2 separate regions of the Rattus norvegicus genome follow, and region 2 is linked to region 1. The links are chromatin contacts, called in public Hi-C maps. All regions are on one chromosome and are shown on one strand. The core of a region is the stretch at or near the end of the contact, and the rest is flanking DNA. Distances in the headings are between cores, read along the strand shown. Region 1 overlaps Zmat4 (zinc finger, matrin type 4). Region 2 overlaps Zmat4 (zinc finger, matrin type 4).

What was found. A called contact is a pair of places that touch in the nucleus more often than the background predicts.
Region 2: a contact with region 1 is called in a Hi-C map of frontal cortex, with 1.9 times the contacts expected there. The contact joins two enhancer-like sites. A contact is called at or near these places in 2 of 12 Hi-C or Micro-C datasets (frontal cortex and hepatocytes).

The regions. Positions count from the first base shown.
Region 1 is chr16:74,690,690-74,697,782 of GRCr8, forward strand. The region is part of intron 6 of Zmat4 (zinc finger, matrin type 4); the gene reads right to left. LOC134482523 (a long non-coding RNA gene) reads left to right here. Exons shown (of 2, transcript XR_010058748.1): 2 at 697-837. Among named protein-coding and RNA genes, the nearest start is that of Zmat4, 370 kb to the right of the region's middle. Within about 2 kb of position 4,597, at least 11 of the 93 cell types and tissues checked have an H3K27ac peak or open chromatin away from gene starts, as enhancers often do.
Region 2 is chr16:74,826,832-74,833,924 of GRCr8, forward strand. It overlaps Zmat4 (zinc finger, matrin type 4), which reads right to left. Exons shown (of 7, transcript NM_001134747.1): 4 at 6,902-7,058. Among named protein-coding and RNA genes, the nearest start is that of Zmat4, 230 kb to the right of the region's middle. Within about 2 kb of position 2,475, at least 16 of the 93 cell types and tissues checked have an H3K27ac peak or open chromatin away from gene starts, as enhancers often do.

The DNA of each region.
Region 1 (7,093 bases), core at 3,347-5,846:
GATAAATACATGTTGAGATCAATAAACAAATGTTTCTTGACTGACTAAATGAATACATATGTGAATGAATTACAGAAGCTCTACGGTGAGGATAGAAATCAAAGGATATAACAAACATAGAGGGAGAAGAGAAAAAAAGAAAATACTAACCAGCAAGGAATGACTAAGAAAGATTCCAAATGGGTCTTTTGAGATTTATATTTGAAAGTATTATTATAAACGAGCATTCAAAGTTTGGTAATTTTGTTGTTTATTACACCAGTTGTATGATTATGTGTTTTTAATGCATAAGAAGAAAGTTTTGTGTGGCTTGTAGCAAGGAAGTTACAACTATACTTGTAAGATTGGATAGATTGGAATTTACAGAAAAGACTCAAACAAAAACAAACAAACAACGCCGACGCCGACGCCAAAGCTGACGACAACGACGACGAGGATGACAAGGACGACTACGACAAACCGAAACTACAATCCCTACTTTAAATGTCAGGCCAAGTTGTGAAAAGGAAAGGGATTTCCACAGAATGGTGCAATCTTATAGCTCACCATGCAAGGGTGTTGTTAGGTACATGCTACATTTTAAGAAATACAATACTATCCATGACAGTATCTGCAATTACGATTGTTCTATGTTCAAAGCAGAGGCTGTGATGTAATATTTACAAACTGGAATTCAAATCTTGTGTTCTCTTCTAGATTCGTGACTTTGACATGATTGGAATCTTCCCAGAGCATTCATATATACCCCAAAAGAAGAATATTAATGTTCCTTCAGTATTTGTGAGGACTCAGTAAGGAATACATTGTGTGCCGGTTTGAATAGGTTTGGCCCTGATAGATTCACGTGTTTGCATGCTTGACATATAGGAAGTGTCTTTGTTAGGAGGCGTAGCCCTGTTGGAGGAAGTGTGTCATTATGGAGACAGGCTGGGGGGGTCTCCTATCCTCAAGCTATAACCAGTGACACAGTCTCCTGCTGCCTGTGGATCAGCTTCTTCTCCAGCGTCAAGTCTGCATTCATGCCTCTCTGCTTTCCTAGCAACAGTGGACTGAACCTCTGAACCTGTAAGCCAGTCCCAATTAAATGTTGTCCTTTATGAGCCAACCTTGGTCATGGTGTCTCTTCACAGCAATAGAGGCCCTAATTAAGATATATAGATGGAATCTGTCATATGATCAAGGTTCAGTCACCACTAGGTGAGGAAGCCAGTAAGACATTGCAGATGTCTGAGAGGAACTGACTACCTGCAGAGAGTCTCACAATAACTCTCTTCCTGCAGCTAGCCTATCTCACTTACTATTTCTTGAGATTTATATTTGAAAGTATTATTATAAATGAGCATTCAAAGTTTGGTAATTTTGTTGTTTATTACACCAGTTGTATAACAGGGTCTGAGAAACTTCCCCAGTGCACTTCCCACTCTCTGGTAATCCTGCCACCAGTCAGTCTGCTGGAAGCAGCCTAGTGCTCCATGAACCCCTGCAAATTAGATAAATCTTACTATTCTAGTTGTGCCTACAACACTGGCAGACTTAATCTATTGATGTCCAGAAGAAAATGCAGATGACCCCTCCTGACTCATAGAGAAGTGTGGTGATATGGAAAACAAGCTCTTACCTTTTTATTCCCCCCCCCCACCCTGAAGTCATCTCTTCAAGAGGGTTCTGTGAAAAGACACCATGACCATGTGCCTTAAAAAGGAAAGCATTTGGTCTTACAGTTCAGAGGTTTAGTCCACTGTCATGGCCAGAAGCATTACAGCACACAAGCAGACATAGTGCTAGAGAAGGGGTGGAGTCTCCACATGCATCAGTAGACAGCAGGAAGAGAGTAAGGCACTGGGCCTACCTTGAGCATCTGAGAATTCACAGCCCTCATCCCCACCCCCTGTAACACACTTCCTCCAACCACGGCACACCTACTCCAACAAACCCATACTTCCTAATAGTGCCACCTCCTAAAAGACTATGGGGGACATTTTCATTTAGACCGCTACAAGGAGGGTCTCCATTGCTTTACATCTACAAGACCTAATGTATTTCTGCCCAATAGGAGACAGTTGAAGTGGTGGTGTGGGATGTTGGAGATTTGGTCACAAAAGGAACTGTGTCTGCCTCTTTGTTCTTTGCCTTGGGCTTTACAATATGGAGGGGATGGGCTGCTATCATGACAAAGATTTCTTGAGTCCCCTTGAGTCCCCTTGAGTCCCCTTGAGTCCCCAAGGCATCAGACCAAATCAGCCTTGACTATAGCCTTAGATCACATCACTAAACTCTTCCTGATCCGGTAACAAGTTATCTGTTGCTTTGACTTGATCATATTTGAGGTAATTTGTTACATTACGCTAGATAGCTAATAAAGACTATACTTGAATATGCCAGTGATTTGAAGTCTGTTAGACAGAAAAAGCAATATCTTGCATTTTAAGCCTCTGGGACTCTTGAGCTGACAGCTTTGGGACTTGAAAGTGTTGGAAAAAGGAAACTGGAAGCCATGTCTGACTCTCCTCAGTCAACGAGGCATTTGTGTTGGCTGCAGATGTCTGAGCACCAAAGTAAAGGTGAGTACATTCATTTGGGAAGCCATGCTTGAGGTCACATTGACCTAATGGTAGCTCCACTGGAGATACAGGGAAATCACTACTGTCCCCATCACAGCCATATTAAATGAACCATTGCCTATGAATATTTTTTTCTTTTTTTCTTTTTTTTTCTTTTTTCTTTTTTTCGGAGCTGGGGACTGAACCCAGGGCCTTGCGCTTGCTAGGCAAGCGCTCTACCACTGAGCTAAATCCCCAACCCTGCCTATGAATGTTTTATAGACAATGAGAGATGTGGATGTCAGGACAGTCTGTGGCTTCTGAAGTCCATGAACTACATGATTCCCTCTATGTTGTTGTCTGAACATGAATCCTTTCTGTGATGGTTAAAATTACCAACCTGACAGAATTGAGGGCTAGAATTCCAGTCTGAATTAAAAAGGGGAGGACAAACTGACCACTGGTATTCATCATTCCTGACTGTGGAAACAATGTGGCAAGCTGCTACAAGCTCTTGCTTCTCCATCATGATGAACCGTGCCCTTGAGCTATGAGCCAAGGATGGACTGAGAACCCTTGAACTTTGAGTCAAAATAAACCCTTCCTCCCTTAAGTTGCATTTGTCAGATACTGTTATAGCAAAGTAAAACACCTTCAGTAATACAAAAAAGTAACGTTATCTCTTTTACTACAAGACATGCAAAAGGCAGGGGTAGAGAAGGCCTCACCTCTACTTTCCACCAGAACACCAACTTCAATGTCACCACTGACCTGTTCCTCTTCTTTTAGTAGTGACCAGCCTATCAGTGCCTTCTAAACTATACCAGACTTCCTCTTCTGAGAAACAAATATTGCCTAAAGACAGCAGCATCTACACTGAGCCCCAGGTAGTGCTGAAACAGGTAAACACTGTCTTTGTGTGGCTTTCCTGAAATGCTGAACAATCACTAACATCTCCATAATAGACACGGATGCAGCCACCACTGTCTTCAACCGTAGCTGTCCATCCTGCTTGTTTTCTGTCTGCCTCCTTTCAGATACTTCTTAATCAAATCCAATCTCCTCCATCGTCTTTACCATCCGTAGCAGAAATGGCATCAAGAATCTGTTATGCACTTTCTGTGGTGAGTACTGACCTCATATTGACAGGGCACTTCTTATCACACCATGCAACAGATACTGAAACCCTCATGTCACATATAAAGATACTGATGGAGAGGGGCTAAGCTGATTTTCCAAGACGCATAGCCATGGGGGTGTTGTTGGGACATCACGACATCAACATTCATGTCTGTCATCAAGAAAGGTACGCTGTATCTTCTATAGGCTTTCCTCATTCCTTCACTGACAACATGATCTATGTACATATCCTCTGCCTGCCTCCCTCAAGTCAGTGGGGAACACTCCTGGGGCCTCTGGCCCGCCTACCCTGCCTCTGTTTACCATGTCTTGTTCATTTCTCCCTACCTACTCCATCTGCCTATTCTTCTGACTTCTCCATAAACTGCACCTGCTGGTCATATTTTTGAAGGTGCTACTTAGCCTTCGTCTCATCAGATTTCTTCTTGATACCTCCTTCTTTTCAATCTGTTCAGGATTCTGACAACGCAGCCAAGTGACTCCTACCCTCTTAACATTGCCGTTCCATCCCTTCAGCCCACACCTGAATTTTGTGATTTTTTTCTGGGATGCCATTCTTGCTTGCTTGCTCCTTCTCACAATGTGTCTCTATGACTCACCATCACCTGTGCTATTATTAACTACCACTGCATATGGGCTCTCAAAATGCATATGCTGCACATGGGCTCTCGAAATCCATACTCCTACTTTCATCCATATTCCTTTCCAGCTCTTGTGCTTTCATTGAACAAACAAAAGCCTTCCCTTATGATCCACAGACTCCCCAGTCTTCACATGAATAAAAGTGAACTTATGACTTCCTTCTCCCTCTCCAACTAGCTTCCTTCTTTCCTGAAGCAATATCACCACCCTAGAAGTCTGCAATTGTCTTATGACTCACTCCTTCCTTGCTTCTCCTCACAGTGCTGTCAGTGTCTTAGATAACATTCCTCCCTTTTACTGCTTCTAGTTCTACAACCCACTCTCTCAGAGGCAGGACACTTGCCTAGACTCTATAGCATTTTCTTATTTATTTGTTTCTTGTTCTGTAAATATGTGTTTATATGGAGGGGGTGCAGGATATAAAACCAGGGGTCTTGAGTACACTAGGTTAGCAACCTACCATTTAGGTTCGACTTTTGACTTGACTTTTCCTTCTCAAGACCAACTTCCTTCTGTGTTACTCCATCATCTCTGTAGGCGTGAGTGACATCAAGTACTCGCTACACTAGTCCTCACCTCATGCCCATAGCTCGAGCCTATTTCTCTCTTCTGTCTGCCCCCCCAAGACATTTTCTAGATTGCTTGAAATACTTTTCGCTACTTAAAGGTATATTTCAGAGTTCCTTTTTAAAAATATGTTAGTCTTAATCAATAAAATAGAGCTTCAAAAACTTAAAGAGTACCTCTTCTTTAAGCAAAGCTTCCTACTGAGCAGGTTGGACCCCCATGTTGCGTTTAGTGCTTCTCCAATATGACGTTGTCTGCCTGATTTTAGTGTTATCCATTTCTGATTCTAACACTGGTTCACAGCATATGACTTCCGGATGCCAGCCCCTTCTAAGTGTTACAGTGGCAGCAGTGAACAAAAGCCATAGAATCTTTGTACCAATGGCAATTTACTGTATTTCCAAAAGGAGACATGACAGAAACAGAAAACAGTCAGGCATGGGTATATTGGATTGAGTGGAGCTCCATGGGCTGCCAGTAAGTACACCTCCAAATAGGGTAAGAAGACTTCAGAAGGTTTATGTGGGGTACACTATGACCTGGGTCATGTTTTAAGCGTTTGCCCCAGTTCCTAGATGGGAAACAGTACATAAAAAAGAAAATGGGGCATGGAAGCCAGCCAGGAAGGCGTTGTAAGGAGTAGCAGGAAGAGTCACAGCAGGCTGGAACTGTGGGACACAGCCAAAGTTTGTGGAGGGCATCACAAGACTTGCTGATAGAAAGATGTGGACATGCAAGACAGGAAGCAAGGCCAATGACCAGACTTTGTATTGAGCTTCTGGCTAGGTGGTAGTGCTGGGTAGAGATACAGGAGACTGGAGGAAGAAGCATAAGGTTCTGGGGATGGGGAATCTCAAGTATTCTCTTTTAACTGTGTGGGAAACCTGTGGAATAACTACACTCAGGGCCTGTTTGAGACAAAGATTTTCAGATGTGTGTATATTATGTACACACACACACACACACACACACACAGAGAGAGGGAGAGAGAGAGAGAGATTTCTTTTAAAGTATAAAAACAGAACAAAGAAAAATAACAGGCAACCTATAAGTGAGCCCCTTGATCCCTCTACAACCACTTATCCCCCCTTCTGCTCTCAGTAATGGCAGAGGGGGCACTGAAGCCAGGCAGAGTTGACTCAGTCATTACTTTACACTCTGCATCCCCGGAAGCCTGTCATGCCCCCCAGTCCTCCTCCCAGCTATAGCAGAAACCTCCCCAACACTGCCAACAAGTCATCCCTTCCCGTCAGTCTTCAGTTCCACACATTCACAAAGTGGTTAAGCGATTTCTTTCTTTTTCTTTTCTCTTCTTCTCTTTTTGAATGATCTTCCATAATCCTGCCAAACTTTAAATATACATGTTGAGAGTAAAATAGACAATTTCGCAGAGAAAAAAATGGGATATTTTACCACAACTGCTTATCCTGACCAATTCATATGAATAATACTACTTCCAATCATAGACAGTCTGTCTTCCATGAGAGCCCAGGCACGCTTCCCTGCACCACAGCAACAGTAGGGAAGAGGTTCTTTTCTTTATTTGTCATTTCACACGTGAAAACACAACCTCACTTTCTTCAGGTCATATCCGAATTGCTTAGATCCTGGGTGCAATCCATTCCAGGCACACATCAATTAGCGGCATGTGTAGTGCTCAGATGGGCTCACCCAAGGCTCATGGCTCAGGTTAGCTCATCTTCCCCCAATACCCTTTGCGTGGGTTAAAGCAAGTAGCCAGGGCTGTAGGTGTGCTTGGGTTTCACTCTTCCGTGTGAGGGACAAGGCTCTTCTATGCATTGACATGTAGTCACTTACCTCACTGCCTGTCACTGTTGCCCTACCCATGCCTTTTAGGCTGCGCCCCATTTCTAGAATTCTCATCCTATGAATTTGGGAGTCTGTCTGTCCTCTGGCCCACACTTGCGATTTATACACATAAACACCAGACCCTCCTGAAGCTGCATCATGGAGGCAGAAGCTGGTAAGAACTGGAGGTAGATGCAGCTTCTACCTAGGGGCTCTGGCTTGTCCTTATTCCACCTGACTCTAGACGTTAATGAGAGACACACCTCAAATAGCTCCTTTATCACTTAAGGTCAAATTCTTAGTGTGTATAAGAGAGTGAGAAGGAGGGACCTGACTCCTTCTTGACTTTTCCTGTAATTGGACCCTCACAGATAAAATATTCTCTTTCTGTTTCT
Region 2 (7,093 bases), core at 1,225-3,724, 130 kb after region 1:
CTATTTTAACTCATCTTCTCTGCCAGGTTTCTCTGACTCTGCACATCAGCCCGCACTTTTGCACTCAGAGGTGTCATCATGTAGGAACTAAACAGCAAGTTCTATTTTTCTATCATTCGCTATCCTGGAAATCACTGCAGTCAATCTGGCGTCTGGGAATGCGCCAGAAGTACGGATAAGTATGGAGATATGACTCCTTTATGATGTGAGTTTCGAGAACAGCTGGCAAGAACAAATGAGCCCAGTGCATTCGCCTTGGACAACGAACAATAGAACAGCTCGTGTGCAAATGATATGTCCCAGAGAAAAGTCCAGAACGGAGTAAGTAAAAATAGCTACATTTCTGGGATGGACAGAGCCATTGATGGGGCTCTAATAATGTGGCTGACATGTTCTCTGATTATGTTATCAGCTCATATTGTCATCATCACAAGGAAAAGGAGGTAGAGTAACGCTAAGTCCTTCACTAATAATTACTGGGATTTACGCATGGCTTATGCAAAAGCCCACAACGTATTCTCTGAGATTTCCAAAAGCAGGTAGGATTCCCACAGACTAGGGGAGTCCTATTGAGGATTTAGCAGGGTGCTCAGGTACACACAGGACGAGTGAAGGGCATCTCAGAGATGGACCAGGGCACATTTGGGAGTGGGGATTCAGAAGCTGTGCCTTACATTTGAGAATGCACAAAGAAAGAATGGTGGAAACACAGAGGACATATGGCAAGCTTTCGATATTGGGAGAACAGCACATACACTATCTGAGAAGCAGCCATCAATGGCTGTGCCTGGCAGTGGAGGAGTAACTCTACCTGAAGTATAGACCTCACATGAAGACAGACCTCCAGGTTTGCCACCATGCCCTGCCCACAGCCATGGCCCTTAGGTTGTATCTGTGGGTCCCCAGACGACATGTGAATTGTACATGTGGGTGACAAGTCAGCTTTTTCTTGGGAAAATTAGTCCCGTTGTACCTGTGACAAATTATCACATACTTAGTGGTTTCAACATAACACACTTTAGTAATTTACCGTTCCTCAGATCAGGAATGTGAAACAGACTTCACTGACTAAAAGCTGCATTGTCAGAAGTATACTCTTCAGGCAGTTCCAGGAAAGAACTCTTGCCTTCCCCCAGCACCACCAGCACCCAAAGATAGCTGGACCCTCCCCAAGCCCTGGATCACTCTGCCGGACCCCCTTGCCTTTCCCTTTCCCCTTGGAATACATTTCGGATTCTACTGGCCCCACCTGGATACTCCAAAACAAACTCCTCGCTTCAAAGTTGATGAACTAGCCGCCGTAATTCCACTTGAAACTGACTCCCTGCCACCTAAGCTGTCTATGCAGGTCCTGAGCAATATCTTGAGATAATATTATTTTACCCTCCATCATGCTCCTGGGGAGCCAACAATGTCAGACCTGATACCATCTATCTTGCCACTTGGGCATCGTATTACACAGCTATAGGATCAGTGTAGCAGCCTTGAAGACTGTCTCTACAGGAAGCCAGGAGGAAGCCATCATACAGCCTAGAGCCTGAAGGAGGTCTCCAGCCTGCTTAGTATTTACCCTGTCGTGCGGGCAGGGGTGGGGAATGGCTCTTCTGAGGCCTCTGGGCTTGGGTATCAAGTTTCCATCTGTTTAGTCGCTGCTCTTACTCTCTGATAACAGAAATCCTATATTCCTGAGACACAGACCCTCTTTGGAGTCCTAATCCTGGTATCTGATTTCTTATTTTATCCTGAGTTTCTATCTTTAAAACTACTCCCCATTGCTTCCACTTGGTAGGCTAGGACTTTAGCCCCTGTTTGTTGACTGTATCTCTTGCCTCCTGAAAGGCTTACTTACCTCCCAGACCATGATTGCACTTTTGCCTTCCTGGCTCTCCCCAACCTTTAGTCCCCAGTCCCTCTTTTCATTACTGCCAGAAGTGCCTCCCCCTTCCCAGCAGCTCCAAAGTGCTAGACTCTGCCTCAGCCCACAAAGACACAGCTCAGAAAGTCTTGTCCTAAGAGACTCGAAGCAGTAGCTTCTGTGTTCTAAGCAAGGCAGCAGAAGAACAAATCCGAGACTCTCAATGTGGAAGGGAACCAACCTCTTCCCTCGAAAGAACGGGGAGATATATGCAAATATATGCACAGCAGTAGAACAAAACAACAGACAAGAAGGCTGAAGCCTGGGAGGAACGTGTTCCGACCAGAAAGTATAAAACGGACTCTGGTTGCACAGTGCCCGAGCTCTCCATCCCTTGGATCCCAAGTCAGTGTTCTCTCCAGCCATCCTGTCGGTGGGTCTACATGCCTGTGGCAGCGGGTGGGAAATAACTGATTTAGAGGGCTCTGAAAAGTCATCTAAGTTAAGCACCAACTGCTTATGGAGCTCCAACTGGAAAGGCCCCAAGACTCAGCACCAGGCTGCATCAACAGCTCCCACATGCACATTCTGCCTGTGAACATCTCTGGGTATCAACAGACTCTTCCCTGTCTTGAGCTCCCACCTAACTCATTTTCTGCCCACTCCCTGGTTATATCTGTTGCTCTCGGGCACATGAACAAACACACATATGCACACAAAACACATGCTCCACAATTATAGCACTTTCCTATGAAAGCTTTTAAAAGACTTTCCCAAGAGGGATAGATTTTTACCTACTAAACAAACTCGACTCCTCTAGTCATCCTCCAAGAGGAGAATATTCATAGCATCGTTTTCTTATAGTTTGGACCCTCACTTCCGCCAGAAGCCCATGCTCCTGGTGCTCATGAGAACTGGTAGAAACTAGTGAGAAAGTTTCAGGTTATTAGGCATGGATATTTCAAGGATCTTTGACTCTCTATGCCCTGAGAAGGGCGCTTCTGGTGAGTTCTTACCTCCCTAGTAGAGGCCTAAAAGCAATGTGAATCTCAAGTCATGAATAAAACTCCAAATCTGGGATCCCAAACACAGGAGCCCTAATCCCAGTCCCTGCAAACATTGCAAACCGCAGACACTGCTCTCCAGTTGCAAGATATCGAATTCACCCTGGATTTAGGATTCAATAACAGCCACTCACAATCATCTCGGTCCTTTGGGACGCTGCTCTAAGACAAATCTCAGGATGCTGGTTACACTGTGAACATATCCTCTCTCCTCCACTGTCCCAGCCTCCCAGGGCTCTGCCACAACCCATCAATCAAATCAGTGAACCTCTCAATCTTGCCTGGTAGTGCCTCTGGAGCAGAAAGAAGCAAGCAGCAAGAATAAGGTTGGAGAAAAGGGGCCCTGGGCCCTGAAGGGTAGATTGTGATTTGGGAATTACCTGTTCATTCAATCTTGCATTTCCCCCGAGATTCTCTTTTTTATGAGATGAGGGGGAGCCGTGGAAAGGTTCAAATATCACTATATTTCTTTTTTTTTACTTTTGAAATAACCATCATTGTTTTTTATTAAAAAATTGCCTGTATGCATTTTGAGGAGTCAGTAGTAAATTAAACTATCTTTGTCCTATTGCTATAGCGATAGCTAACGGACACAGCCGCCTTCTGCTTTCTGGCCTCTCTTCGCTCAGTCCAGTTTCTCTGGTCTCCCTGCAAATGACATGAAATGGCAGCCTAAGTCATCCTTCCATTTGGACAGGATCCGCACCCCAACTTCTTTGGTCCTATGACCACGTGATGGTCCAACGTCATGTACTTTTGCCTCCACAGCTATAACCAGATCAGAGATTCTAAGACAAAAACCAAGAAGACGTAGAACTGGTTTGTGTCCAGAGGGTAGGCTCTGCAACTTAGAGACCCTAGTAAAGATGCTCTCATCTGAAGAAGGCAATTCCAAGGGCGTTGTGTCCTGCGGAGCGCTCAACTGATGTCTGGTCTGAGTACAGATGCAAGTCAAGGAGACAGTGATTCACTGGTCCTGACTGTTCTTCATTGAATAAAATAGTACAGAGAAGCAATGAGCTCTACTCCAATTATGCCCCCCACCGACCCCAGAAATCACCAGAGTCTGAGAGGCCGTGGTTCACAACATGGCAGGCTGCACAGCAGGGGTACCTGAGCAAGGTATTGCTTCTCTCTGGCATCAAGTTTCTGACATCTTTACTAGGGCCTCTAAGTTGCAGAGCCTACCCTCTGGAACACAAACCAGTTCTATGTCTTCTTGGTTTTTGTCTTAGAATCTCTGGTCTGGTTATAGCTGTGAAGACAAAAGTACACGACGTTGGACCATCACGTGGTCATAGGACCAAAGAAGTTGGGTGCGGATCCTGTCCAAATGGAAGGATGACTTAGGCTGCCATTTCATGTCAAGTGATGCTGGGTTTTACATGTCTGGTTTTCCTTTTGGCTTTGTTTTCGTTACAGATAGGATTTCAAGCCAGCTAAGCCGATTAGGTGATACCAACCCTGTCTGTGTACCCATGCACAGGGAAACCTCGGGACTGGGCTCTCTCTAAAGCGCTGTTAGGAAAGACTGTGGGCCGGCAAAGGAAGGCAGTGTTATGGCTGGCAAGGAACCCGCAGCAACTCCAGTGCCATGGCTTGGGTCTTCTCCAGCTTCAAAGTCCTTGCCCTTACAATAACTGGGTTTGTGTTTTAGACCCAATGTCTGAAGCCTGGGGCCAGGGTCCTGTTCTCTGACCTGTGCTGATTCTCTAACCTGATTCCTGCTCCTTAACTGATACTCACCTGGGATCCTCTTAAAAGGCATCTCTACCGATTCTCGCCAAATCTCAGGTCTCCCCAAAGTCCTGCTGCCAATGGCTGTGGGCACATTCCTTGACCACTCACGTTTTCTGCAGCCACACTAAGTTGCTGCCCTTTGTTCCATCCATGTTCCCACCTTTAGCTTGGGTCACACCTTCCACTGCCTACGTCTGCATATTTTTGTGCTCAGTGGCTGGCAGAATCCCAAGCCTGAGGATCAGTTGAGCGTCTCTGAACTCATTTTGGTCTGTGGTTCGCACCTTCCAAGATCCTGTCTGCTCAAAGAAGGTAGGGAAGAGGGTAATGCTAAGCAAGAGAAATGGACAAGAAAGAGTCTAGGTTATGACAATTAGCTTTCTCTGCTCCCCAGTGGAAGAGGCTTCAAGCTGATCTTGTAAGATGTCCTTTCCCATCCTGGTCTTGCCTAACAGGTTCCTTGATCTCTGTAACCTCAAGAGCTAAGTTAGTGCCATGAACAGCATGAACCCAGTCACTGAGTAAGGGAACATTTCATATGACCTGAATTTTGTCTTTGGGATACGTGTATGTGTATGTCGTGTGTGTGTGTGTGTGTGTGTGTGTGTGTTCTTCCAATGTTTTATTATATTTGTTTATGGGAGGGGGCATGCTTGCCACAGTGCTTACATAGAGGACACAGTTTAAATTCTTCCCTTTCACCATAGAGGTCCAGGAGTCAAACTCAGTTTTGCTCCTGAGTTTAGCCTCTGTGCCATTTTGCCAGCTCCTCCTGTCTTTGCAATGTATTGAGAGTTAATAAGTTATCCTTGAGTCCTATGCCCTAGTTCTGGGATTATTTGAATTCCTGAAGATGGATACAAAATCATAAAGAGCTATTTTGGGCATGTGATTGTTTTTGAGACATAAATAATCATTTTTGCCATTTGCTAACCAATGTGATGCAGCCTCTCTCCTCCCAGTACTACCTCCCCCATGTACTACCTCCAAAACGAAATGTAAGAGCACTCTTCTGCTTAGGCAAAGAGAACAGACGAGCTAGTTACTCATTCACAGAAAGAAAAGATAGAAACTTTCCAGCGACTCCTGCTTTGAGGTGTCTATTTTAAGAGATCTGACGATGCGTAGGTCACAAGGTTAGTGCCTCAGCCTTTCTGAGAACAAGCGTCTCAACAGAGCGTCCCTTGTTTCATGCCACATCAGGCAGAGGCTCTAAAATAAGCTGCACTTGTTTCCAGACGAAACCATTCTACACCTGAATGTCACATCCACCTCCAAGAGAACGATACGCTGTACTCAAACCCAGCTGAGAAAAGGAGCGAAAAGGCTCCTTACTATTTGTTAAGCAATTAGCTGAAGAAGTGCGCCACTGAAGTCAAAACCCAAGCGTTGTTTCAGACACTCTCTCGTTTCCAAAATACCATTTAAAAATAATTACGCCCACGATTTATGCACGATTCATTAGACAGCAAGATAAAATGCACTACTAAATTTTAATTGCACTGTAAGAGGAGACATAATGAAAAATATCCCCTAACTTCTTGGGATTATAACCCAGCACAGTAACGTCTTCATCACAATATAAATCTTGTCCGAACAGTTTCAGCATTGCTAAATTATATATATAAAAATAAATCTTGGTTTCATCATTTGGTAAACCTCCAAAGACATTGTTTAGTTAAGCATTTAGAAGATCAGGTAATCGGCAATCAATATTGAAGTTACTGATGAAAATAAATAGGTTTGAGTCACAGCTTCCCCAGCAACAATGGCGGGAATGTCATACACACTTGTCTCCGAACTAAAGTGACTGCGAAGACTATGGTTTACTTGTGCTTCTTCTCCACCAAACTAAGAACGTATGAGGTCACTGTGCCCTGGTGTGCCCAACGTGCAGACGTAAAGAATGGTAATTGCTTTCCATAGACACTGGCTCGACCCTAACTTCTATGCAATGTACTCTTCCATACCCATGTAGAATGCAGGCTGAACCCGGGAAGAGCGCCACAGATGTGTATCTCATATGACACACAATCAATGGGACAGGCATCCTGGAGGATGAAAGACACTGTACAAGCCAATGAAATCCTACCCCAATGGCCATGTGTGCCCAGGCTCCCCATCCCTTCCTGTGGGTTTTGGATGGCACCTGTCATGTGACCCAAAAAGCTTGCAGCTTCTGAAAAGAGGGTGTGTGGCTCTCCCTGCAGGCCTGGACCATTCCCCTCCCCCAAACACATACCTGTGGTTTTCAATGGAGGTTTCTCTCCTAGCAACAGTTTTAACCTTTTGGCGTGGATTTTGCCTTGGTAATGTGAGTCGGCCACCACGGCTGAGGTAAAGGACATGTTACAGAGTGTACAGCATTTATTCTTATCCACCATGTCAGCATCGCTTCCCTGCGTGGGGAAAAAGAGAAAAGAGAGTGTCACAA